2 separate regions of the Sus scrofa genome follow, and region 1 is linked to region 2. A link is a contact called in public Hi-C data. All regions are on one chromosome and are shown on one strand. The core of a region is the stretch at or near the end of the contact, and the rest is flanking DNA. Distances in the headings are between cores, read along the strand shown. Region 1 has its middle 150 kb from the start of SLCO3A1. Region 2 overlaps SLCO3A1 (solute carrier organic anion transporter family member 3A1).

Region 1 (3,637 bases), core at 1,127-3,626, 380 kb after region 2:
CTGAGTGAGGCCAGGGATCAAACCTGCATCCTCATGGATCCTAGTTGGGTTCATCACCACTGAGCCACAAAGGGAACTCCCCTCCTATCCATTCTTCAACATTGGTGATCTTTCCAATGATCCACCATTGACCAGCTGCACTTTCTCAATGTTGGTGACTGTTTCAGCCTCCATTTAGCCAATGCCATTCCTTCATTGTTTTACCTGCTACCTTTAAAGCATCTCATCTATGCTAGGCTCTTGGGAGACCAAGATACACAAGACAAATAGAATTTTTATTTTCATGGAACTTAATTCTAGAAGGGACAAAAGAAAAGTATTTTACACATGGCTATGTGGTTACAGTTGCAGTAAATTTTTCTAAATACATGTACACTGTGCAAGGAAAGTTTAAGACCCAAACTAAGCGGGGAACTCAGCAAAGGCTTATTTGGGGAACTGACATTTCAGTTAAGGCTGAAGGGTAAGTAGAAGTCAGCCTGGAGCAAGGGGCAGGGGGAGGAGTTCTCAGGACATGGTGTGCAGGAGGGGACCTGGGTATGTGGCTGGGGTATAGGAAATGCAGACGAGGTGGCTTCAGGCTGTGCTGGGGACGTGGGAGGGGGCCACTCACGAAGAGCCATGCTAGGGTTTTGGATTTTAATCCAAGGCAGAGATGAGTCATTAAAACGTTTGAGACAAGACAGGGACATGGTCAGATTTAGGTTTTCGAAAACATTGCTCTGGTCCTGCAGTGAATGGGGCTAAGAGGGGGTCTTAGAGACAAATCAAGGCTACTATAATGATGGTGGCTTAGGAGAGGGTAAACGTAGAGATATTCAGAGTGCATTAATGAGGATTTGAAACTTGACTGGGAGAGGGAGAATTTGAAGAGGGACTTAACATGGCCACATCTGGAACCATTTTCCTCCAAGTGACTATGAACTTCCAACTCAGGACTTCTCATGGTTATTGAAATGGCATGATTCATCACCATAGTAACAAGTACACTTCTTGCAAATGAAGAGTATTCTTTGAAATTAGACCTCAAGCTTAGGGAGAACAGGGTGTCCACAAAGCTTGAATTAACTCAAGGAATAGAACAATGGTCAGCAGAGCACACTGGGCACACGAAGGTTCTATGCCTTGGCTGATGCTCTATTTAGGCATGAATGGTAGGTGAGGCAGCAACATTTTTGCCCAGTGAAAGAGAATGCAACTTTCTAGCTCTGGTGAGAATCCCAGAGGCCTGCTTGAGAATGCAAGCTTTCAGTCTGAATTTTTCACTTTTTCTGTGTAAGAAATGATTCAGCTCTTGTCTCTCTTCAGCATCACTTACAATTATGAAAGTTGAGAGAAGAAGAGCAAGAATGAAATTATACCTCGTGTCACTGAAAAGCATATCCTTTACCTCCTAAAATAGATAACTTGTCCAGAAAGCACTAAGCAGGTTCTAAAAGCTGTCACTCCCTCACTTTGTAATGATGGTGAAAGGAGTCATGTAGAATAAGATAAATATTAACAGTTTGATAATGTCTTCCTATTCCAAACACTCTGCACTGCTTCCAATCATGTGATACATATATTAACTCAACAGGCGTTTATTTCACTGATTATAGTGAGTGAAAATTTATAAAATAATGTATAGCATTTATGAGTAAAACTTCTAAAAGGGAGTAAGCAATAACTACAGTATAAGAATTCAGTTGGAGCTGCCTGGGGTAAGGAGAATGAAAGTAAAGCTAGATAGAACTCTGGAATCCTTTGTTAAACCGGTGACAGTGTGGGAAGGATTCCAGAGACAAATGCATGAGCCCTAAGATGTGAGGCATTTGCCACTTCGGCCTCAGGTTCTTCATCTGAAAACTGCTCCTGGTAATTGAATTGCCTGAGACCCTGTAGGATCCCTTCCACTTCAAGGATTCAGTGCATTTTGCTCTAAGGTTTGTCCTGTTCTCATAGGACATATCACGGCTCACAGGTTACAGGGAATCTGTCTCCATGAAAGACACAGATTGCTTTGGGGGCTAACTTAAGCCCCCTAAGTGAAGTATCTGGCAAAGACAGACATATGAAATCATACTGTTCAAAATAAAGGGGCAAGGCGCTACTTCTTTCTATTTTAAACAAAACATAACTTCATCAGGATAGTGCCTAGAAACAATTATTTAAATTTTAGATCTTCCCAAAGAGTCTGCAAGAATATGCACAATAAAAGGAGATTGTTGGAGGAGCCACAAAATTCTAAGGACATTGCCGACACAACCAGAGTGAACCTGGAGGCACACTGTTAACTCCCATCAGCTGTGAAAAATGAAGCAGCTCATGAACAATGAAGAATGAACTGGCCTCTCCAGCACTGGCAAAGCCCAGGGAGCAGCCTGGTGTGACTCACTATCCTTCTGGGGTGGGGACACAGCCTAGGGAAATCACTTCTGGGATGCAGACTCCCACAAGAAAACCACTGGCATGATGATCTCTTAGAGCAAGTTTCCAAAGATGAGTCCAAAAAAAAAGCATTCCCAATTTCTCCATCCCTCAGCAATACTTTGGAATCATCTCTTTCTCATTTGCTCCGGATGCCCAGACCCCACGAATGACTTTCCTGACATTGTGCTACATTAACCTCTCATTGGAGGCAGCTGCTTTCTGTGATTCAAAGATTGGGGGTGGGGGGGCGGTGTCAGGGAAAGCAAAACAAAACCTAATATTGCAGGAAGCTGTAAATGTAGGCCAGGACGTAGCTTCCACCACCAGTCCATCTGCCTCCAGGACTGAATCTTATCTGATCATTTCCATGGCAACAGCTGTGGGATTAGAATAGGATGAAGGCTTAGGAAGAGTTGCTGGAATTCAGTCATAGACCAGTGAGGATTATTTAACTACACACTTGCGTTGCTATGGAAACACAAATTTACAAATCAGGCAGGATTTTTGTAGCTCAGTAGCACAGTATTATATTCTTAGGGCTGCTTCAAATCCCCCAATTCCATCTCCTCTCCCATAGGGTGGGGGGGAGGATTTGGGGGAAATAGCCCACCAGATACAATTTAATTATTCCTCAGATACTTTCTCTTTGAATTTTAAAAGTAGAAACAGGAATAGACTAAGACTAGGACCAAAGCAATTTTCTTAAAATGCTTTTCCATTTTACTTATATTTAAATTTTTTTAATACTTATTGTGTATTTTTATTTTTTCATTTTTAAATTTTATTTTTATTATAGTTCATTTACAGCACTGTGTCAATTCCTGCTGCACAGCATAGTATTTTTTAAAGACAAATTCAACTTAGTCTAAAGAAAGAATGTAAAAGAGGAGTTCTCGTGGTGGCGCAGTGGTTAACGAATCCAAGTAGGAACCATGAGGTTGCCGGTTTGATCCCTGGCCTTGCTCAGTGGGTTAAGGATCCGGTGTTGCTGTGAGCTGCGGTGTAAGTTGCGGACACAGCTCAGATCTGGCGTTGCTGTGGCTGTGGTATAGGCTATTGGCTACAGCTAAGATTGGACCCCTAGCCTGGGAACCTCCATATAGCTCAGGAAGTGGCCCTAGAAAAAAAACAAAATGACAAAAAAAAAAAGAGAAAAGAACATAAAAGATATGATGGTGAGCATATTCATCTAAGGGTCATCTAAGTACCATGTAAGTCCAAGCCAAAA
Region 2 (3,579 bases), core at 473-2,972:
CTTAGCTAGGAGGGGGAGGGGGAGGCGGAGGGGAGAGGATGAAGGGGTGACCATTTGCTGAACACAGATAATGGGCCAGACAGTGCACGCAATTGGTGTAATAGCATTGTCCCCATGGCAAAGTTTATAAACAAAACTAAATAAAACACTCATGTTGCTAAGGCTGCCAGAGCTTACGGGCCCCTCCCACCAGTATCATACATGTTGCCTCCAAGGTCAGCTATGTTACTGGGTCTCAAAGTTGGGTGCATTTTAGAATCACCTGGGAAACTTAATACTAACCCCCAGGCCCTGCCCCCTGAGAGCTGATGTAGGGGGTCTGGGGTGCAGCCCAGGCCTGGGGATTTTTTTTCCAGGCTCTCCAGGTGATTCTATGTGCAGCCAAGTTGAGAAGCACTGGCCCTGCCCTTGCTGACCTTGCCCAAGGAATCAGCTGGGACCCAAAATGCATCTAGGCATGTGGGAAAAGGGAAGGATGTCAGAGCCATCTGATGTCAGCTCTGCGAGGTGGAGGCATGTGGCCAGACCTGGTCACCGTGCATAGTGGCAGAACCCAAGTTGCTCTTGTGCAGCCAGCCAAAGCAGCCCTGCATGCCACCACAACTGTGCGCTCCGCTCCAGAACCCTGCCTGGCATACCCGACCTCGGTGCTGCCTGTGTTCCAGGCTTCCCTGCTGGTTTTCAACCCAGCTTCTCGCTTTCCTCCAGGCCCTGGTCAGTGCATCAAAGCTCTCCCCTCCACTTAAAGCCTGCCTTGAATACCACCTCCTCCAAGGAGCCTTCCGAGATTTTCTTTCTTCTTCCTTCTTCTCTCTTCTGCCATGGTACCTAGTCTGAGACTTTTCCTATAGTTCTGCTTACTGTCTTCCTGGATGCAAAAATAAAGTTTCATGGAGTAGGCGTGCTGTAATAACTGTAGACTCATGGAAGGCAGAGATTTTTTTTTTTTTAAGGAAAAAAAAAATCCTATTTTCCATAGAGGGGGATGCAGTCCTTTGCCTGGACAAGGGACTCCATGTTTGTCTGTTGAACCATGAACTGATGACCACCCAGTCCCAGGAGAGGCGGGGAGCCCTGGCACCCTGGAGAACCATGTATCTAATGAAAGCATCTACAAGGCCAGGATTCTTAGAATGCTCGGCAAGAGTCAGTAATTGGTCAAAGCTACAGTTGTTGCTGGTCTTGTTTCTCAGTCCAGCTAAGAGAAGCTTCTCTCCCCACCCTCCTGCCCAGCAGGGCCTCGCCAGGGTGAGGGCACATGTCTCTTTGTCTGGCCAGCTGCTGGGCCTCTGGATGTGACGCCCACTATCAGGAGGAGCCAGGCCATGACTCCTCATACAGAGCCCCGTGGGGCTGAAGTGTCACAGCTGGAACTACCAGCACATCGCTTTCTTTGCGGCAGGTACCGAGGAGCAGGGCTGGAGCTGGCTGGCTCTCTTCAAAGCAAGTGAGATCGGCCTGCCCTTCCTCATCCCCCGTGAAAGCCCCGGGAAAGCTGTGGGTCCAAGCATGCTGAGACCACACTGGCTGATGAAATGAGAAAAGGCTGCGGGCAGAGCAAGGGCCAGGAAGCCACGAGCCACACAAGCAGGAAACCCACTCTAATAAACAAGAGACTGCTTCTTCCTGAAGGGCCCACATCCTGTTTGCAAGCTAAGTAGGGTCTTCCCAGAAGTTCTCTCTAGAGATCCTCTGAGCTCGAAGGGCAGCAGGGTTCCTGGCTTCCTGTTGTTCCTGCCCTTTGCCTCCAGCAGGGGGCAGTGGAGAGATGGCCCGGCCTGGAGTCCTCCAGAGTCAGCTTGGGTGCAGAGCCACTACAGAAGGAGGCTGTGCTCAAGGCACTCACCCTCCCTCAGCCTTGGCATCTCCAGCTGTCAAATGGAGCAAGCACCTGCCTTGCTTACCTCCTGCTGGGGGATGAACTGTGCCCCACCTCCATCCATTTGTGTAGGTCCTATCACTTCCATCCTGCCCCACAAAGGACCTCGGCATGTGGCCTCTAAGGAGGTGATTAAGTCAGAATGGAGCCCTTAGGATGGACTCTAATCCACCAGGACTGGTGTCCTTATAAGAAGAGGAGACATCAGACATGGGGAGAGAAAATGCCTGTGAAGCACAGGGAGAAGGCAGCCGTCTGCAAGCCAAGGACAGAGGCTTCAGGAGAGACCAACCCCGATGACACATTGATCTCAGGCTTTCAGCATCCAGAACAGTGAGAAATAAACGTCTGTTGTTTAAGCCACCCGGTCTGGGATGTTCTATAGCAGCAGCCCTAGCAGGTATACGCCTCCCAAGACTGGTGTGAAGAACACACGTGGCAATTCGTGAGGAGGTGCTTGGAAACTCAGAGGGCACCCAAATGGCATGGAAATCAGACACAGAAGTTGCTTTAGTAAGCATGAATGAAACTGTCCCAGGATGTCCGCACAACATCAGGACAGAATCAACAAACAGTTCCCTGCATAGGTGTTACCTCCTGGGTAGGGCTGGCAGAATGCGAAACCAGCAGGGGGCTCTCTCGCCTGTGTGGGACCCTCGTCTTATTTAGTACCTCCCTCCGAACCCTTCTCTGGGTCCACAGGGGTATGTTTGCTGCAAATTGTATAAATGGCCAGTGGTTCTGACACAGGATGTGGGCTGCAGACAGAACTACAGTAAACCAGATGCAGGCAGCAGCCATCCAGAGCCGAGAGCTGGAGTCAGGTTTCGAATGAGGACTATCATGAGGGACGATGACAGGGTGTGGGTGGTGACGGGGGCACAGACACCTGGCCAGTGGAAGGACTTTCCACTATCCCGTTCGATCCTCACAGCAGCCTCAGCAGCAGATGCGGCCCCATTTTACCCCTCCGGAAACTGAGGCACAGAGAGATCAAGGAACTTGCCAATGATTTACGGACACCAAAGTGGGAAGCAGAAATAAGAACCAAGGATTTAAGGAAAATGAGGAAGGAGCAGAAGGGCGGTCCAGGAGAGAGCAGCAGAGGTGGCTGAGGCCGGGATATGAAGCAACCCTGGCGCGTGCATGGAGCCTCAGGCCACAGGGCTCCAGCAGCTCCTGGGCAACGTGTGCGTGTCCCACAAAAGCTGTGTGTCAGGAAGAGAAACCTGGTGCCAGGACATGGGGACAACAGAGAAAATGAGTGGGGAAGCTCGTGGGGATCCAGAGAGCAGGGGAGGGCCGGAATGTGGGTGGGATGAACCGGGCACTGAAGGCGCCTGGATCTCTGACTGGGAGCAGGAGATGTATGTGCCCTGCCCTCCCCCGGCAGTGCTGCATCTTAGACCCCTGCCTCAGAAGTGGGTCACCGCCCAGTGAACTTGCTGGACTCGGGGGACCCCGTACTAGCTTCCTCTGGCCCGCCACTAGCTGCTCCTCAAAGAAAAGTTACTTGCTAAAGAGGGTGTGTCTTGTTCCCTGACAGGCACAGCCTCTACCTTCAAAGGGCTTTGGAATCTTCATGAATGTTCTCTGTGGCTTCGGGAGGCTCTCTGATGGCAGGGATGCTGCTGTGGCGGTTGCTGAGGCTCAGAGAACCGGAGTGATGCACCCAGGCCTCAGGGAGGCAGCAGAACCCT

Evidence for each region. Hi-C and Micro-C count contacts between places; a contact is called where the count stands out from the background.
Region 1: a contact with region 2 is called in a Hi-C map of retroperitoneal adipose tissue, with 2.8 times the contacts expected there. The contact joins two enhancer-like sites. A contact is called at or near these places in 21 of 47 Hi-C or Micro-C datasets (alveolar macrophages, blood, embryonic fibroblasts and 12 more) and 1 of 2 datasets of contacts at active chromatin or transcription factors (skeletal muscle).

Annotation. Positions count from the first base shown.
Region 1 is chr7:87,249,580-87,253,216 of Sscrofa11.1, forward strand. No RefSeq gene overlaps it. Among named protein-coding and RNA genes, the nearest start is that of SLCO3A1, 150 kb to the left of the region's middle. Within about 2 kb of position 2,377, at least 12 of the 83 cell types and tissues checked have an H3K27ac peak or open chromatin away from gene starts, as enhancers often do. A contact at or near this core is called in retroperitoneal adipose tissue and subcutaneous adipose tissue, where this site is marked.
Region 2 is chr7:86,868,884-86,872,462 of Sscrofa11.1, forward strand. All of the region lies in intron 2 of SLCO3A1 (solute carrier organic anion transporter family member 3A1), which reads right to left. Among named protein-coding and RNA genes, the nearest start is that of SLCO3A1, 230 kb to the right of the region's middle. Within about 2 kb of position 1,723, at least 20 of the 83 cell types and tissues checked have an H3K27ac peak or open chromatin away from gene starts, as enhancers often do. A contact at or near this core is called in retroperitoneal adipose tissue and subcutaneous adipose tissue, where this site is marked.